3 separate regions of the Mus musculus genome follow, and all the other regions are linked to region 3. Evidence: chromatin contacts called from public Hi-C and promoter capture Hi-C data. All regions are on one chromosome and are shown on one strand. Each heading gives the region's core, a stretch centred on a gene start, on an enhancer-like site or on the middle of the called end of the contact. The rest is flanking DNA. Distances are from core to core; before and after follow the strand shown. Region 1 holds the start of Nr1h2 (nuclear receptor subfamily 1, group H, member 2). Region 2 holds the start of Zfp473 (zinc finger protein 473). Region 3 holds the start of Gtf2h1 (general transcription factor II H, polypeptide 1).

Region 1 (2,700 bases), core at 161-2,660, 2.2 Mb after region 3:
TGGCCGGGCGGTGGTGGCGCACGCCTTTAATCCCAGCACTTGGGAGGCAGAGGCAGGCGGATTTCTGAGTCCGAGGCCAGCCTGGTCTACAAAGTGAGTTCCAGGACAGCCAGGACTATACAGAGAAACGCTGTCTCGAAAAAACCAAACCTAAACAAAACAAAACCAAAACAACAACAACAAAAAACAAAACAAAACAAAACCAAGAACAACAGCAACAAAAGTTAAGTAAAAGCAAGAATTTGTGCTTAATAAAGATTCCCAACTGTCCATAAGTGGGGAGTGCGGAGAAACAATCTCTGAATGTTTTCCATCTGAGATTCACACAAGTATTTCAATCTTTTGTGAAAAAGCTGGTATTATTACTTTTATGGGAGAGGGGTTGAGGCTACTTGTTTATTCACATTTAGCTGATGGCCAGGTCTCACTTCCTAGCTCAATTTGGCTTCCAACTAAAAGCAATCCTCTTGCCTTGCCTGGGTCTGTTTGCTTATTGCAGGCATGGGTCTGCACCCAATTTGCCTTTTTTATATTTACTTCTTCCTATTATGAAGCTGAATGCAAAAATAAATTCTTGTATAAAAAAGTTCCTGGGCTGGAGAGATGGCTCAGCAGTTAAGAGCACCAATTGCTTTTCTGAAGGTCCTGAGTTCAAATCCCAGCAACCACATTGTGGCTCACAACCATCCGTAATGAGATCTGATGCCCTCTTCTGGTGTGTCTAAAGACAGCTACAGTGTACTCACATATACATAAATAAATAAATCTTAAAAAAAAAAAAAAAAGTTCCCGAGGCGGGGACATCAAGAGAGTCCAAAGTGAACAAGATCCAGAATCAGGACATGTGAGGAGGAGGAGAAGGAGAAGGAGAGAGAGGCGAGCCAGGAGAGTAAAGGACCCAGTAACCAAATCGGCTGGATTATAAAGGGAAGGGCAGCCCAAGCCCTGAGCTGGAGAAGTTTAAGGTATGAAAAGCCTTTAAGCTTTTTAGGCTTAAAACCATCCTGTAACCATCTTGCCATCTCCAAATTTAAAATATTTAGAACCAACATACAGGGCTGGAAGAGGAGCTGCTACCGCAATAATGGGGAGGTAAAGGCAACAGGCTCAGAAGTTTAAGGCCACCCTTGAAATAAGAGATCCTGTCTCAAAATCAAGACAAAAATTTTTTTAAAAAGCAGCCATGCAGCACCGCTACAAAAGTAGAGAACTTTAAACTACTCAAAAAGGTTAAAACCTGCTTCGTTAGCCACCTGCGAAAAGAAACGAAAGAACTTTCCGGAACTTTTTTCTGAGTCCCAGAGGGGAACTACCAGAAGAAATAAACTTCCGGTGTGCCACTTCCGGCCGAGGCCTCACAGTCGGTGGCGCCCTGGCAGACCGGAAGTCTGTCACCTTTCCCGGTCCGCCTACTTCCGGAAGTGACGCGCAGCGGGGTTGCCGGAAGAAGTGGCGAAGTTACTTTTGCTTTTCGCTCAGCAAGCGCTGTTGCTTCGAGCTACTCCCAGGCTTCTGAAGTTACTTCCAAAGTGCTGTGGAGGCACAATCACCGGTGCGGACACAGAGGCAAGTGCGCCGGGCGGCCGGGCAGGTGGGACTGAGCCCGGTACGCGGATCGCCGTGGGTCCCGCTTAGCGCGCGCATCCTTCCCTCACTTTCCTCGCAGCTCTCGCCTCCCACGGCCGTTTCCAGGGCAACAGAGTCGGAGACCCCCTGCGACCCCCCTCCCGATCGCCGGTGCAGTCATGAGCCCCGCCTCCCCCTGGTGCACGGAGAGGGGCGGGGCCTGGAACAAGGTGGGCGTGACTCTACGGGGCGGGGCGTAGGGAAAGCCTATGGTTGGTGGGCGGGGGCGGGACACAGATGGGCAGAAGGCCTGCTGTAGATAGTCTGTGATTAAAGGCTTTTGATTCTTGGGGCGGGGCCTAGACCACTGTTGGGGGGGATTGGGAGGGGCAGAGGCATGGAGGGCGTGGCACAGTGAAGACCTATAATTGGCTTTGGGGGAATGAGAGGGGCGGAGCCTAGGAGGAACGGGGCGGAATTTGGGTTTCTGCTCCAGAGTGGGAAGGGGTGGGGCCAGGGACTTGATGGGATGGGTAGGGTCTGGGGTCTGTATTGGGGTGCGTTAAAGCCTTGAAGGAGCCTATGGTAGAAGGGTAATGGTTGCGCCCTGATGGGAGAGGCGGGGCAAAGTTAGGATCTCCCATGATAAGAGCACAGTTGGTGCTCACAGAAGAGGAATAGAGTTGTTGGGCTCTCTGAGGTCATGATTCGTAGAGAGGTGGAAGGAGCAGTGGGCCGGGTTGGGCATGTTAAAGTGTGTGATGTTTATTAGGAACTAGGGCTGGGAGTGGGGGCTCAATATAGAAGTTAAAAACACTGAGGTGTGGCACAGTCTTGTAATGGCAGCACTTGAGAGGCCGAGGCAGGAGTGCGGAAGATCCCAGGACAGCCTAGAGTAGTGTGTTCCAAGATTTTGGAGGTGGTTCAAGCTGTTCAGCCACATAGTTCGGGTAGCCTGAGCTGTATGAGATCATGTCTCAAGAGTCCGTGAGCACTGGAAGAAGAGACACCCCTATTATGCCCTGTAATTGGCTGGCTCCCCTATGTTCAGCAGGCTGCTTCGTGACCCACTATGTCTTCCCCCACAAGTTCTCTGGACACTCCCGTGCCTGGTGAGTGACGGGCTTTCCCTAG
Region 2 (2,992 bases), core at 360-2,859, 2.0 Mb after region 3:
GAACTCTGAATCTAATTTCTTCTTTGAGCACAACTACTAACAAACTGCAATACCCCCCCCATCCCCCACCCCCACCAAACAACTCTCACGGTACCCAGTTGAGGCCCTAGTATTTACAGACTCTCTGAGAAGTTCCCAGAATTCCAAACGTCACACAGTTGTAGAAACTATGTGCAGCTGGCAAAATCATGAGCTGCTGGAGCAGGAGGCAAAGCTTAGTCAGCTGCGGAGAAGCAGCCCCATAGCCCCACTCCTGGGATTGAAACAAAAACATATTCTTATATTTCTGTGTTTTTTTTAAAGAAATGAAAATTCCAGAATTTTCACTACAGTTATGTGCATATGAACCCGTGTGAAGGCCAATCCCTAATTCCCTAGAACTAGGGTTACAGGCAGTCATGAACTGGGAACCAACTTGAGTCCTCCGGAAGACAGTAAGCACTCAAATATTGAACCAACTCTCCAGTCCTTAGGCAGGGCTGGATTCTTTTTTTAAAGACAGTGTTTCATGTAGCTTAGGCCGACCTTGAACTTTTGATCCCCCAGCATTTGAAACTTACCCAAGCGTACATCCAGCTTTAATTAAACTGAGGTGCCCATTACTATGTAGTCCATCCTGGGCTGTCCTGGAATTCACTATTCTCAAAAATCCTCCTGACTCAGCCTCCCAAGTGCTAGAACATTGCTGAGTTTAGAGCTACTCCTAGGGGAGGTGGCAGTTCGGGTATATAATACAATAAGTGTCTGTTGCACAGATCCTTGCATACAGTAAGTGCTCGGATCTTGAGTGTTGAGGTCTCCTGTCTAAGGCTGCACATTCAGTTCCGACTACTGATACTCAAGTCGGCTTTTATTATGCACCCATTTGTTTAGTTCATTTATCCTACGTATGACCATCAGCTTGCTACCATCTATGCTCCTGTTGCAGGAACGCAGCACAGCAGAGTACCAAAGGCTAAATTCCACAGGTGTGGGACTAACACTTCCCTAAGTAGCAGAGACTGGACCGGGCCCCACAATCCCAAAGAAACCAGTGACGAGGTACCCGTGGAGGCGGAGGCGGAGTGTCTGACATTCCTCACAGGCTCCGCCCAACACCTTCCCAGCAAAACAGAGGAAGTGGGTGCTCCCCCCACTCCCGCCCCCGAACCCCAGCCTTGGTCGGCCTCCGCCTTCCTCAGGCAGTGACGTCACAGGCTGCCGGGCGAGCGGCTCCTCATCACTGTACTTGTGAAAAAGCCGTGGGCGCCGGGGTTTCTCACGGCCCGGACTCTCACTCCGATCCGGAGCAGAAACTTGGACTCACCTTTACAGTTGCCCCGCAGAAACTTCCGGGGAGGGAGGGTGAAGGAGGGGCTGCGCGCGCATCCCCCACCGGCCGTGCGACAGCAGCGAGCAGACGCGGCCTATTTCCTCTAATACAGGGCATCCGGACAAGCTGTGCCCTGCTGGAAACTCCATTTCCCAGAAGCCTGAGCGACACGCCTGATTAGTCCATCCCCCTAATTGCTCACCGTTATTCGGCCTTCTCTGGGGCGGGCTTTTCCTTCTACTGCGCATGTCTGACGTCAATCTTGATGAAATACGTGACAGCCACCAATCAAAGGTCCTGTTGTCATTTTTAAACTCTCCTTGCTTCTGTGCTCTCTCTGTAATCTCAGTTTTGCCTTCAAACTGTATCTATGGCAACCCGCTGTCACCTCCAAATGGAATTTTCGGGGTGTAGAAGGTGAAAGTAGTCCTATAACAGGGTAGTGGGCCATCCAACCTTGGTGTCACTTAGCCATGAATCTGTTTCCTCTCTACTTCCTAGAGGGCTCAGTGGGTGGAGACCACAGGTGGTGGGTCCTGGAATTTGGCGCGGAGTTACCTGGGTGGGATAAATTTGAGGAGAAGTTTCTGGAACCGGAACTTCCTCGGAGGAATTTCCCCCTGTACTCTGAGGGAGCCCTCCTCATGAGGAGTTGGGTTTTCTTGGGATCCTGGAAAGCATATGTTCTTTGGGTTGCCAGCCATGCTGAGGTACGGAGACACGGAGCCATGCCGAGGTACGGAGACTAAGCCCAGGCGCCCATGGCCTTAGTCCTCTGTGGCCGGGGTGGGAGGCCCTGACAGAATGCTGAACCCTTGAGTGCTCACAGCCGGGCGTAGGCCCGGCTCTTAAGCGGGGGTTTCCTCTCGCGACCAATACCTACAATAATGGCCCAGAGACATCTATTGCTTCAGTTTCGGGGTATCAAACCCCCTCTTGGGCTTCTAAAGGCACTTAGGTGTACACACATAGCACTTTGAAGCAGTCATAAACAAATTTAAAAGGAAAGATTATTTGTATCTATTATTTGAGCATCTCAAATATATACTGTTATGTTCTATTTAAAAAGCCAGGGAAGCCAGGGATATGTTTGGTAGGGCGAGGTATGGTGCTGGGGAAGGGGGTGCCTCTGCGGGCCCATGCTGAGGCATCCCTTCCCCTTGAGGTACCAACCACAGTGGGTATAGTGTAGAATAGAGTTTATTTAGGGCATGGGGAGGGGAGTTGAGAGGTAGTAGAGACAGAGAAAGGTAGGGAGAGGGAGTAGAGGCCGGCCATGAACACGTGTAGAGAGAGGGGAATAGGGCAAGAAGGGACAGAGAAGGAAGAGAGTGTGGGGACTGAGGGGCAAGCAGCCCCTTTTATAGTGAGTCAGGCATACCTGGCTTTTGCCAGGTAACTGTGGAGTGGAGTGTAGAAGAAATGCTAACATTCCTTTGTTTTGGTTTAATTTTAAAAAAGGAAAAATTAGAAAGAGGCAACGGTGAAGCAAAAAATAGGGTCATCATGATCTTTAGCTAACTTTCTGTTGTTATTGGGGCAGTGTGTCTCTGGGAAACCTAAGAAGATGGGGGTGGGGATGTTGGTGAAGTCTTAGGAGAATTGGCTGTGTCCTTGCTGCTCAGGGTCTGTGGAACCAACTGTGGATAGATCAGAAGGAGCAGGTCCAGTAGAAGTATC
Region 3 (2,711 bases), core at 136-2,635:
CCTTTAATCTTACCATTCAAGAATCAGAGGCAATCGATCCCTGTGAGTTCAAGGCCAGTCAGGGCTGTTATACAGAGAAAACCTGTGTGGGAAATGGAGGGTCAGGAGAGGAAGGAAAGGAAGTCACAAGGCTAGATATTGAGAATATTGATTGGAGCCAAGCCCTTAGTGTGCTTCAAGCCAGTTTTCTGTACCCAGGCCTGCATGCTTACCAAGCAATTTACATTGGGCTCTACCTACAGTCCTGTTTTTTTTTTTTGCCAGTTCTGGAAATGAAACCCAGGATCTTACAGGTGCCTAGCAAGAACTCTTAGCTTTAAGCTGCATTCCTAACTCAGAAACCTGTTTTACCATATTTTAAACTGGTGTCTTTAAATGGACAACATCAAAAGACAGAAAGCCAAACCAACCAAACAAAAGCCAACAACGAAGAACAAAAACAAGCAAACAAAAATCCCAAATTAAACTGTGTATACGTTGAGGACACAACTTCCGGAGATCGGTTCTCCCTCCACCACGTGGGTCCCAGAGATGGAACTCAGGTTTGGCAGCAAGCACCTTTACCAGTTGAGCCATTTCACTGTAGCCCTGGGCATACGTTTTAACATCTTTTCCCCACCCTTGTTTTGCAGATGGTAAAATAGACATGTGAGGTCAACTTCACATGAATTTAGTTTCTAAGAACACTGGAGAATTTATAAAAATAATCACATACTTCCATGTATTGATGGTTCACTTTACACTACATGACTGTCAAACTGGTCATAGCTAGAACTGGGTGCGTGGCTCAAGTTTTAATAACAGTTTGAAGAGCAGGATGACAGGTGGAAGCAAGAAGGCACGAGGACACCAAGGTTAGAGGACTTCTTTAACAGGAAAAGAAAGCCTCTCCCGGGCAGGCTCCCTAACGGGAAGGGCCTCGGTGTCTCGGAGAAGCCTCACTTCCTTCGTTCTCAGGTGAGTCTGATCCTTCCAGTCCCTCCCAGCGGAAGAACCTAATGCCTTCGGGCAGTAGATTAAGGGTCAGGGCACCTCCTTCCCATTCCGGGAGAAGAAAGGCAAACCACACAGCCAGCCTGTAGTGTCGTGGAGACGACTACAGCGAAGGGCTCGATCCGCCTGGCCCCGCGCCCCCGGGGCCTGTCAGACCCTCCACGCCCGCCCAACCCCATTCTTCGGTCTCAACTTACCAGGTGGGAGCTACGGTCTCTGGTCTGGGGCGCGGGAAGCGCGTCCCGTCGGATCTGCCTCCGCCGCGCTTCTCACAGCCGCTGCACGGAGGAGGCTGAACCCCTGCGGCCGCAGCCGTCGCCACCGCCTCTGTTGCCGGGGGGTCTCGCCTCCATCGCTGGCTGCGAGGGCGCTGAGGGCACGTGACCGGAAACGCCGGGGCGGGCCTCCGGAGCACGTGACCACCACCGCGGCCGCCATGACACCTTCCGCTAGCTCCCGCCCTCCCCCACCGATTCCCGCCTGTTTCGCTTCTCCTCCTCCGGTCTCGAGCGGCGGAGAGTTTCGGGGATTCGGCTTGGCTCGCCTTTCTCCCTAGAGAGCATCCGGTCCGGCTCCGTGGTGCGTCGTCGGCCCGAGGCGGCTCCCAGACTGCAGGCCGCAGGGAGCGGAATCGCGACCCGCGGCTGGAGGGGGAGGGAGCACGCGCGGGGAGGGGCGTGATCGTCACGTGACGAGGAAGTGCCGTTAACAGCGCTTTCCTCCGGTCCCTGGCGCCCCTGGATGACGTTGCCAGGGAGGGGGCGGGGTGACAGGGTGTGTGAGGTTCAGGTTCCGCTGTCAAGGGGTGTTGAGTGTCTGTGGAGCCTGCTCGGTGAAAGCGATCGCTGGTCTCTGGGGGGGGCGGAACTCGGCCCGCTAGTCAGCCTGAGGTTCTGTGAACCTGGCTTGGAAAACCTGCTTCCTGGACTTCTCCAGAGTGACAGCTGCGGTTTAAAGTCATAAAAGTTAGCTGTGATTGACGGGAGCTCCTTGTGGTCAGGGACTTGGTCTGCTGCGCATCCTTCATCTCCAGCAGCGCCTCCAGGGCCTAGAACACGGTAGGCACTTAGAACGTTGAATGAATGAATGCATGCAAGCATGAGCGAGTCGTTAAGTTTTCTGAGGTAGAGTTTCCTGATCATTATTGGATAAGGAAGTTCCTATTGTGGAAATAAAGTCTATTAACTCCCCTTTGCATAATTTCTTCAATCGTTGTTACTTTGCGTCTTTCGAGCCTTTCCTTCCACGCACCTTGTGGGATTAGATACACCATGGTTTGCTTTGGCTTTGTGAGCAGCAATCACTGTCTACCACTCTTGAATTATAAAAATAATCTTGGGAAGTGAGAAAGATGTTTCGATCTCACATAAATTCTACTTTCATTTATTATTGGGGGAGAAGGTGGCATGGCACCGCAGTTTTTTTGTTTGTTTGTTTTGTTTCTGTTTTTTTTGTTTGTTTGTTTTGTTTCTGTTTTTTTGTTTTGTTTTGTTTTGTTTTCTCGAGACAGGGTTTCTCTGTGTAGCCCCGGCTGTCCTGGGACTCACTCTATATACTTGACTGGCCTGGAACTCAGAAATCTGCCTGTCTCTGCCTCCCAAGTGCTGGAATTAAAGGTGTGCTCCACCACTGCCCGGTTGACACCTCAGCTTTTTGTAATTGGTTCTCTCCTATCTTTCTGTGAGTTCTTGGGCCCCTGGGATCACCAAGCATAGCAA

What was found. Hi-C and Micro-C count contacts between places; a contact is called where the count stands out from the background. Capture Hi-C pulls out chosen DNA fragments and counts their contacts.
Region 1: a contact with region 3 is called in a Hi-C map of CD8 T cells, with 5 times the contacts expected there. The contact joins the promoter of Nr1h2 here to the promoter of Gtf2h1 in region 3. A contact is called at or near these places in 3 of 39 promoter capture datasets (hippocampal neurons, liver and maxillary cranial neural crest), 2 of 484 Hi-C or Micro-C datasets (B cells and CD8 T cells), 2 of 115 datasets of contacts at active chromatin or transcription factors (double positive thymocytes and embryonic stem cells) and 1 of 9 other capture datasets (adipose tissue).
Region 2: a contact with region 3 is called in a promoter capture Hi-C map of adipose tissue, with 2.2 times the contacts expected there. The contact joins the promoter of Zfp473 here to the promoter of Gtf2h1 in region 3. A contact is called at or near these places in 2 of 39 promoter capture datasets (cranial neural crest and pre-B cells), 1 of 484 Hi-C or Micro-C datasets (B cells), 1 of 115 datasets of contacts at active chromatin or transcription factors (astrocytes) and 1 of 9 other capture datasets (adipose tissue).

Annotation. Positions count from the first base shown.
Region 1 is chr7:44,552,675-44,555,374 of GRCm38.p6, reverse strand. It overlaps Nr1h2 (nuclear receptor subfamily 1, group H, member 2), which reads left to right and starts at 1,410. Exons shown (of 10, transcript NM_001285517.1): 1 at 1,410-1,566; 2 at 1,667-1,796; 3 at 2,621-2,678. The coding sequence starts at 2,639.
Region 2 is chr7:44,746,966-44,749,957 of GRCm38.p6, reverse strand. Zfp473 (zinc finger protein 473) reads left to right here and starts at 1,609. Exons shown (of 5, transcript NM_001289836.1): 1 at 1,609-2,048. Vrk3 (vaccinia related kinase 3) reads right to left here and starts at 1,329. Exons shown (of 15, transcript NM_133945.1): 1 at 1,307-1,329.
Region 3 is chr7:46,794,768-46,797,478 of GRCm38.p6, reverse strand. Gtf2h1 (general transcription factor II H, polypeptide 1) reads right to left here and starts at 1,385. Exons shown (of 15, transcript NM_008186.4): 1 at 1,191-1,385. It overlaps Hps5 (HPS5, biogenesis of lysosomal organelles complex 2 subunit 2), which reads left to right and starts at 1,598. Exons shown (of 23, transcript NM_001005247.2): 1 at 1,598-2,051.